3 separate regions of the Mus musculus genome follow, and all the other regions are linked to region 1. The links are chromatin contacts, called in public HiChIP or PLAC-seq maps. All regions are on one chromosome and are shown on one strand. Each heading gives the region's core, a stretch centred on a gene start, on an enhancer-like site or on the middle of the called end of the contact. The rest is flanking DNA. Distances are from core to core; before and after follow the strand shown. Region 1 has its middle 3.8 kb from the start of Gm40575. Region 2 has its middle 17 kb from the start of Gm40574. Region 3 overlaps Gm34719 (a long non-coding RNA gene).

Evidence for each region. HiChIP or PLAC-seq counts read pairs in DNA pulled down with a chosen protein or histone mark.
Region 2: a contact with region 1 is called in a FOXA1 HiChIP or PLAC-seq map of pancreatic cancer cells. The contact joins two enhancer-like sites. A contact is called at or near these places in 2 of 484 Hi-C or Micro-C datasets (B cells and nephron progenitors) and 6 of 115 datasets of contacts at active chromatin or transcription factors (the NIH/3T3 cell line, differentiating embryonic stem cells, embryonic stem cells and 3 more).
Region 3: a FOXA1 HiChIP or PLAC-seq map of pancreatic cancer cells shows a contact between it and region 1. The contact joins two enhancer-like sites. A contact is called at or near these places in 1 of 15 datasets of contacts at CTCF or cohesin (the NIH/3T3 cell line), 10 of 484 Hi-C or Micro-C datasets (the AML12 cell line, embryonic fibroblasts, embryonic stem cells and 4 more) and 5 of 115 datasets of contacts at active chromatin or transcription factors (the NIH/3T3 cell line, embryonic stem cells, fibro-adipogenic progenitors and 2 more).

The regions. Positions count from the first base shown.
Region 1 is chr12:110,199,709-110,202,493 of GRCm38.p6, forward strand. No RefSeq gene overlaps it. Among named protein-coding and RNA genes, the nearest start is that of Gm40575, 3.8 kb to the right of the region's middle. Within about 2 kb of position 1,438, at least 12 of the 459 cell types and tissues checked have an H3K27ac peak or open chromatin away from gene starts, as enhancers often do. A contact at or near this core is called in pancreatic cancer cells, where this site is marked.
Region 2 is chr12:110,040,212-110,042,996 of GRCm38.p6, forward strand. No RefSeq gene overlaps it. Among named protein-coding and RNA genes, the nearest start is that of Gm40574, 17 kb to the left of the region's middle. Within about 2 kb of position 1,325, at least 37 of the 459 cell types and tissues checked have an H3K27ac peak or open chromatin away from gene starts, as enhancers often do. A contact at or near this core is called in pancreatic cancer cells, where this site is marked.
Region 3 is chr12:110,061,791-110,064,575 of GRCm38.p6, forward strand. All of the region lies in intron 2 of Gm34719 (a long non-coding RNA gene), which reads right to left. Among named protein-coding and RNA genes, the nearest start is that of Gm34719, 25 kb to the right of the region's middle. Within about 2 kb of position 1,426, at least 14 of the 459 cell types and tissues checked have an H3K27ac peak or open chromatin away from gene starts, as enhancers often do. A contact at or near this core is called in pancreatic cancer cells, where this site is marked.

The DNA.
Region 1 (2,785 bases), core at 188-2,687:
TCGGGGAAGCCTGTAGAACTAGGGTCCTCACTGTGCTCTCTCAGCAGTTCAGTTCCAATCTGCCTTGTGGAAACATCCAGACACCCTCTGAGCAGGGATGCTGATGGAGCTGATCCAGGTCATCCATGCTTTCAGCCAGAAGACCAGGATGCCTCTTATCACCCCAGTGGGACTCAGAGAATATTTTAAAAAGAGACTCCTTGCCTGTGGGATTCTGCCTAGGTCCTCTGTCCATGTGATATGGATGAGTAGCTTGGTGTTGAGCTTATGGGAATCCTAACAGTTGGAGTGGCTGACTCTTGTCTATCCATGGGACCCTTTTCTGCCTGCTGGACCGCCTCACCCAGCCTTGGTGTTATGGTTTGTGCCTGGTCTTAATGAAGCGTGTGGTGCCACATTTAGTTGATACTTCTGGGAGGCCTGCCCTTTTCTAAGGGGAGGTAGAGTGGAAGATCAGTGTGGGGGAGAGAGGAGGAGGAAGGAGGAGGAGGAAGAGGAGGGGGGACTGTAGTTGGGATATATCAAAGAAGAGCAAGGAAGGAAAAAGACAAGAGGCTCCTAGAATGTCTTCTGACGATCAAGTCTGCTTCTGTCTGCAGGGCCAGGAAGCCAGATAAAGAGCGCGTGTTACTGGGGGCCAGTTCTGTTCGGGCATCTGAGCATGACTTTAGAATGGGAATGGATTGGCTCCAGAGAACAGTTTTCCCTCCCAGATATATAGGTGGGCCTCAACCAATCAGTTGCCAGGCTGGAGAGAGCAAAAGGTAGACCCACCTCCCAGTACTAGGGGATCCGTTCTACCTAACGGCTTTGCACTAGGGCATCTAGACTTTCCCTTGTGTCTGAGACTGAACCGAAGGCTTAATGTCTAAGCCTGAAAGTCTAAGATCCAGGGGCCTGTCTGTTTGGTTCTGGTAAAAGACTAACTTGGTTTGCCACATGTTGGCTGACCTCTCTGTCCAGACAAGACACGGAGGGAGAGGGAGGGGCAGAGAAAGAGAGAACGTACTGGGGATACCGCTCTGTTGATAGACTGCTGGCCAGGCCTACACCAAGCCCTGGATTCATTCTGCAGAGTGCCAGCTCTCTGCAGACAGAGGAAGAAGGGTCCGATGGTCAAGATTGTCCTTAACTCCATAGTGAGTTTGAGACCAGCCTGGGCCACATGAGATCCTGTCAGATAAAGGAAGACAGAGACATTTTGTTTCTATAAAGGCGCTAATCCACCCAAGGGACTCCACCATCATGAGCTCACCCCCTCCTAAAGGCCCCCCACTTCCTAATTATTTGCACCAGGGACTTGGGATTCCAAGTTGTGAAAACTTGGGGGGTGACTCATTCAGGCAGCTAGCGATTGACCTTTCTGAGACTCAGGCACAAGGCAACCTCCCTGTTCTCCCTGGGCTCCAGCTCGCCCAGTGCATGAGTCAGCCAGCACCTTGTACAAATGCACCATTTTATTGGCCGTCCAGAGAGCACAGCCTCCCAGGTGGCAAGGGGACTTCTTAGGGAGAGCCTGAGATTCAGTTCATTGGTTAAAATATTTACACTAGTTTAATATTCTTATCTGTTTCAGGTGGGATCTGGCAACTTCTGCCAAGTATGGTCTTCTCGACAACAAACGTTCTTCCTCAGCCCAGTGTCTGTACTCAGCCTTCCTCAGCCTGGCCCCTCGACCTGCTGCATAGACAGCTTAGCCACCAGTGTGTTCTGGAGTCTTTACATCAGCACCCACAGCCACCAGTTCCTAGGTCCACACACGAAACCCAGGCCTCCACAGGTCACGTCTTTCACATCTAGGTCTTCATCCCACAAGGCTTTGGGTGTCCCTGGTGACATTTAAGGTGATCAGGGATGACAGAAGAAAGGAAAACTCCTGGAGAGAGTGTATAAGCACCTGGGACAGGGCTTAGGGACATGCGCTTTAGCTTCTGTAGCCAAAGGATAAGCCATGGGGGCGATGGGTACCAAGCTTCATTTCTAATTCCTTTATTTGTGGGGTTTCTCATGCTTGTAGCCAGAAGATGGAAAAGGCCAGGAAAGCCAAGAAGGCCCTGGGCACTGGATCCCTAGCTAGTAAAGTCACCTCCTCACAGGACGCCTAAGGACACTCACCCTCCTCGCTGGCCTCCCAACTCCGGGACAGTTCCCGGACTCCGAGATATTCCAGGGAAGGTAACAGAGATGGACTGGAGGGCATAGGAGGACAAACTTCCACTGACCATCCAGCCTAGCAAAGCTAGAAGCTGTCAAAAACATAAAAATTCCATTTATAAACAAGATCAAATTATTTGATTGTGAAACCAGGGTCCGTGGAATTTGAAATAATTTAATATGAAACAATATCGTTTGAAATGCTGACCAGCCAAAGACCTGGAGATAGGAGGGAGCTGAATGGTCCTGTGCCCAGACATGGAACCCAGCCTCGGGGAATATCAACAAACCCTTCCTTCAAGGAGCTAGGTTCAGAGTCTGCTATGAGGCTGGCCCAGGCCAGGTTCTGCCAGCAAGCCTGTACCCTGCCATCTTCCTGGAGGGTACAAACTAGACAGTTGGCAAAACTCATACAGTCAGATACTGTCACCAGACAGCAAGGAAGAAATGAGGAGGTGATATGTGAGGACAGGAGGGAGATACGTGCAGAACCTAGGAATATAAGCTGTTAGTCTCAGGGACAGTTGGAGAGGCTATGGGGACTACAGTAGAGCAATAAGCATGGAGCTCAGAGATCAAAGAGGTATGCCCTCGGGAGGACACGCGGGACTCCTGGGCATGTGCAGCCCCG
Region 2 (2,785 bases), core at 75-2,574, 160 kb before region 1:
CGGGCCAGCTAGCCTAGAATAGTCAGCATGGTAGTAGAAACCAGAAAGCCCCTGCCTCAACAAGGTGAAGGCAAGAACAGATTCCCCAAAGTTGTCTTCAGACATCCATACTCTCACCGTGATACAGGTGCAATTAGTGCACACACACACACACACACACACACACACACACATACACACACACACACACACACACACACAGACTAATAATAACAACAATAATAGTAAATTTTACAAAAACAAATGACCTTATTTCTTGATAAGAAGAAAATTAAAACACAATTTTTATATATAGGGTAAAATCTCAGACATTGGCCAAGATGCTGGCCTCAGCCTAGAGTTTAGGTGGGAGCCCGTGGTACCTCGAGCTGGCTCATCTGAAGCTGAATAATCTCTGGTGTTTGTGTTCCCCCCCCCCAAGATGCTCTCTGGCACGGTTGCTCACAGACACCCCACAGGACTCACAGGCCAGAACATTCACGGGATCACAGGAAGGACCCAAGCTTGGAACCGTTAACTGCTCATGTTCAGTAGACCCGCTCAGCCACATTCCCAGCACACAGCAGACTGCAGCATCGTCGCAGTGAGAACAATTGTAAATCAGCATGCAGGAATGTGGGAAGACCTCCCACGTGTGGGTGTTAGAACAGGAGAGGCAAGACAGGAGCGTGGGCCCGTGGTGAAATTCCACGGGTGGGAAGCTCGTGCACACCAGGTCTGCGTTGAAGAGGAGCTTGTGGCTTACCTTGGCGGGAAGTTGGGGGGCAAGGGGGAGCACAGGAAGCCTGCAGAGTGTCAGTCTCAACGAGGGCTGGGTAAAGGGTCAATGGGCATTCAGGAAGCCACACAAACCCATGAACGTTCTGCGAGGACCTTCTATTTCAAAACAGAGATGAAAGGAAGGCAGAACTCTTCTGGAAGAAAATAGCTTATGTCCACGGGCAGAGTGATGTCACTCTGTACCCTATCTGCCTGTCCTATAAACGGAGCTTATCCACATCTCATTTCAGGCCTGTAGTCTGTAAAGATCTGATGAGATAGGAGGACAGGACACAAGATTAAACTCTTGCTAGGGAAGAAAGAAAGAGAAAATGGGGGAAAGAGAGAGAGAGAGAATGAGAATACAGGGACAGAGGGAGGGAGGGAGGGAGGGAGGGAGGGAGGGAGGGAGGGAGGGAGGGAGGGAGGGAGGGAGGACAGGTGGAGCTATCCCATCTTACCCTGCCCTCAAGTATCAAACAGCCCTTGGCACACAGTGACTCAGGGCACTCATGGTCTGCCACTAAACCCTACATGTGGTTTCCTGTCCAAAGCTTCCTTGCCACAAGACAAAGGCCACAGTCCTGGTCATCTTATACTGGGTGGCTAAGGCAGCGTGTCACTAAGGCTGGCTGTGGACTCGGAGAGTTTGTTAGGGAACTAGCTGAGAAACACCTAACTCATGTGCCTGTCTGCAGTGCTGACGCACAGTGCCATTCCCAGGGTGGCACAGGGCCACTGCAGAGTCCTACTGCAAGCCAGGCAATCACCTTCTCAGTGAGACTGGAAAGTCACTCCATTCTCTCTGCAGACAGGACAGGACTCAAGACACTAAGGCTGTGGCCAGAGCTCTCTGCCTTTGCTCTGTATCTCTTTCTCCACTGTCTATTGGCTTTTAGGACTCAAGTGAGGATGGTGGAGAGTCTTCTATTCTAGGAGGAGGGATAAGGGAAGAGAAAATGTCCCTACACTCAGAGCTGTCTGAGGAGTGTGTCACCTATTCCAGGAACGTGTGGCATACTCCAGGAATGTGTCACCTTTGGGTTTGGCAGTGCATTGCTGAACTTGATGAGATGCGGGGGGTGGGGTGGGGCTTTGACTGCCAGGAACCTAGAAAGACCTGGGTGACAGAGGCGTGGGTATGGCCATGGCTGTGACAGCTTTTCCTGAGGATTGAGGAGAGATACCCACCCTGACTGTGGGGACCCAGAGATAAAAGAGGGAAAAGCCAGGTCTGACATGCTGTTTCCTCCATGATGGACTGATCCCTCTGAGGCTGCCATGCAAAGCAATACGTCCTTACTCAAGTTGTTCCGACAGACACCCTGTCACAGTGGGGAAAAGCTAATGATCACGGCGATCAAACCACAGAGGGGATGGGGGCACTGGCTTCAGAGGTCAATTCACCCGGCAAGAGACCACATCAGAGGTCACATTAGCAGCTGTTATTGTGGTGTTGGAATGATAATCCCGTATGTAGAGCGTATCTGACATTACCCCTAGAAGCTGATCACAGGTTCAGTGCACCCCACTGGAGATGCAGTTCACCAGTGCAGGCACTCTTGGCATGTCATAGTACCTTGTCCAACCTGACATGCTCTGTCAAAGTAAAACAAACAAAAAAACAAAAAACAAAAACAAAAAAAACCCTTACATTCTGAATTCTCCAAATTTCACACCATAAACCATTGGAGATGGAGACCAATATCTTTCCATATGGTGTATACATTTACACAGACATGCATACATGCATGTATACATATATTGCTAGAATATGTATACTGAGTTACATACCTACACACACACATACACATTCAAATCAAGGGCCTACACACACACACACACACACACACACACACACACACACACACACACACACACACCCTTTCCAGGGAGCTGCTGCTTAAACTATTATTGTTACAAAGGAGTGGAAGATGTTTGGGTCAAAGGCCACACTACCCCTTCCTCTTTATAAGGTTCTTCTGTGACTTCCTGGAGCTGCAGGAGGTCTCAGGGGTTCCTTTAT
Region 3 (2,785 bases), core at 176-2,675, 140 kb before region 1:
GCCTCCCAAGTGCTGGGATTAAAGGTATGTGCCACCACTGCCCGGCTCTACATGATTTCTTATTGAAACCCCCCTTTCCATGATTCTGGATTGTGTCAAGTTGATAGTTAAAACTAACCAGCCTGATTTCTTCTGTTTACAATGTCATATCAATACTATGAATGAAAGGTTTATTCTATGGTAAATAAATCATATACAATTTATCAGGATTCAAATCACACAAAGGATTTGTTTCAAACACTGTGACACTAAATTTAAAAATGAACTTGATGCCAGGCGTGTTGGCACATACCTTTGATCCCAGAACTCAGGAGGCAGGACTAAATAGATCTCTTTGAGTTTGAGGTCAACTGTGAGTTCCAGCGTTCCAAGCCAGCCAAGGCTACACAGTGAGATTCCCATCTCAAAACAAAACGAAAGTTCCTATTCACATGATCTTTGTGACTTCTACCATGGTATATGTGGCCAGGGCCAAAGGGTGCAGCCCGTCCACCTCATCTTCTGATACTTGTTAAATAGATCTCGAATTCAGGTGTGGATGACTGGGCTCGTGAAGATGAGGATAGAGGATTGTATTGATGGCTTGGATGAGTACTTGAACCTCACGGTAGATGATGCAGAAGAGAATCGTTCCAAAACAAAGTCAAGAAAACAACTGGGTTAGATCGTGCTAACAGGCAATAACACTACTCTGCTCTAGTGTTTCCAACTAGAAATGCTCAAGCATGGGGGGCACTGAGAAGGCAGTTCAGGGTTTTTCAGGGTGTCTTCTACTGGGAGCACAGTCTGCTGCTACATTTGTTCTTACTACTTTAGTGACATTATCAGGTGACAATAGATGCTGTGAGGTGGTTTTTTTTTTTAATGAAAATAGAAAGAAATAAAGGAAAAAAATACCTGATAGATATCTGAAAATTCCTCTAATATTTGGAAACTGAGTAACAACTTTCTAAGTAACTTATGAGCCAAAGGGGGGGGGATCCAGTATTAGAATGGAGTTTTCAATAAGTGGAAATAAAGTAGCACATCAAAAGTGTGTAAGGGAGCCGGAACTGCACAATTACTCAAAAAAAAAAAAAAAAAAAAAAAAAAAAACCAGAAAGTTTCTCAGACACTCCCTGTTTAGAAAAAAAGAGAAGGGGGGGGGGATCAATATTAACCTCATCAAAAAAGCGGAACTAGGAGAGATACTAATAAATCAGTGACAGGGAGGCATGGTGGAAAAGGTCAATGAAAACAGAGGAGAGGTGTTAAAAAGATGAATCAACGTGGAACGCCCTTGGCAGCGTGCTCAGGAAATGAAGAGAAAAAACACACCACCAAACTCGGGAGCGACTTTATGACCCAGATGAAATGGGGACAATGACAGATACAAACCACCTCATGCATGCAAGAGTAAACAGACTGAAGTCTGGTGGGGGTGACTCAGCAGTCAAGAGCTGTTCTCGTAGAGAATCCAGGTTCAATTCCTACAGGGTGGCTCACAGCTGTAACTCAGTTCCAGGGGATCTGACGCCCTCTTCTGGCCTTTGCATGTAATGCACACAGGTGGAGAAACATGCACACAAAATAAAAATAAACCTTTTAACTGAATAAGGGACAGATGGTAAGAGCAGCGCAACTTCATGTCTATTGAAATTGAATTTGTACTTAAAAATCACCTCGCTGAGGCCATCCCAAGTCCACCTACTTAACTGGACAATGCCATCCATCCTTTGAGAAAGAAACAAAAGCCGTTTTTTTTTTTTTTTTTTGCAAGTTTTTCTAGAAACCTGAAGAGGGAGTATAGTTCCAGTCTTTAGGTCGGAGGCTGGAGCCAGGCGCTGTCCTAGTTTTGTTTGTGCTGATGTGATAAATAACCAACCAAAAGATCCTGGGGGAGAGAAATGGTCTATCTCAGCCTGCAATCCCAGGTTGCAGTCTATAAAAGCAGAGAATCAAGACAGGAACTAGTCACACCACAAAAGCAAAGAGAGACTGAACGAATCCACACTATTGACCAGTTCATTTTCTCCACTTTTACATGCAGTTTAGAACCCAAGCCTAGGGAATGGTATGCCCACAGTGGGCTGAGTCCACATCAATAAACATAATCAAGACAGCACCCCCTCTCCTCCCAAGACATGGCCCACCTGACCTAGACAAGCTCTGATTGATATACTGTCTTATCAGGTGATTGTGCATTGTGCCAACTTGAGCATTAAAACCAATCATCAGGCTGGCATTAGAGAAACAATGAGGTAGATTCCTCATGAATGTAGCTACAAGTATGTTCCAGGAAATGTGAGCGTATTGAGCCCAATAAAATATAGAAAGAATCTTATGCCATGGCCAAGTGGGGTTTTTAACAAATGGAAGGGTGGATTTACATTTGAGAACCAAATAATGCAATTAGACATATTGAGGGAATAAAGGGGAAAGCAGAGGGCCATACCCATACATGCAGGAGATGCCTCAGGCAAGACACACCAACTCAGTTCTTAAAACAGCTCTCACAAATTAAAGTTAGAGGAAATCTCCTCAACACGATACAGGACCTCTACAACCAAGATCTGTGGTAGCTGAATGCTCAGTCCTAAATAGACATTTATATATTTATACGACCTCTTCTAAGATGCAAGGAGAGGCCTGGGAGAAGGGGAGGGAAGAAAGCTGCAGAATAGGGAGTAAGGGCTGTGGAGTGCTGTTTCCTGGACACAACACAGACATTGCAATCATGACGCCATGGAAGCTTTGGCTGACTTCTCGGGGCCTGAGCAAGAGCAGATTTGTCAACCATCAAGTG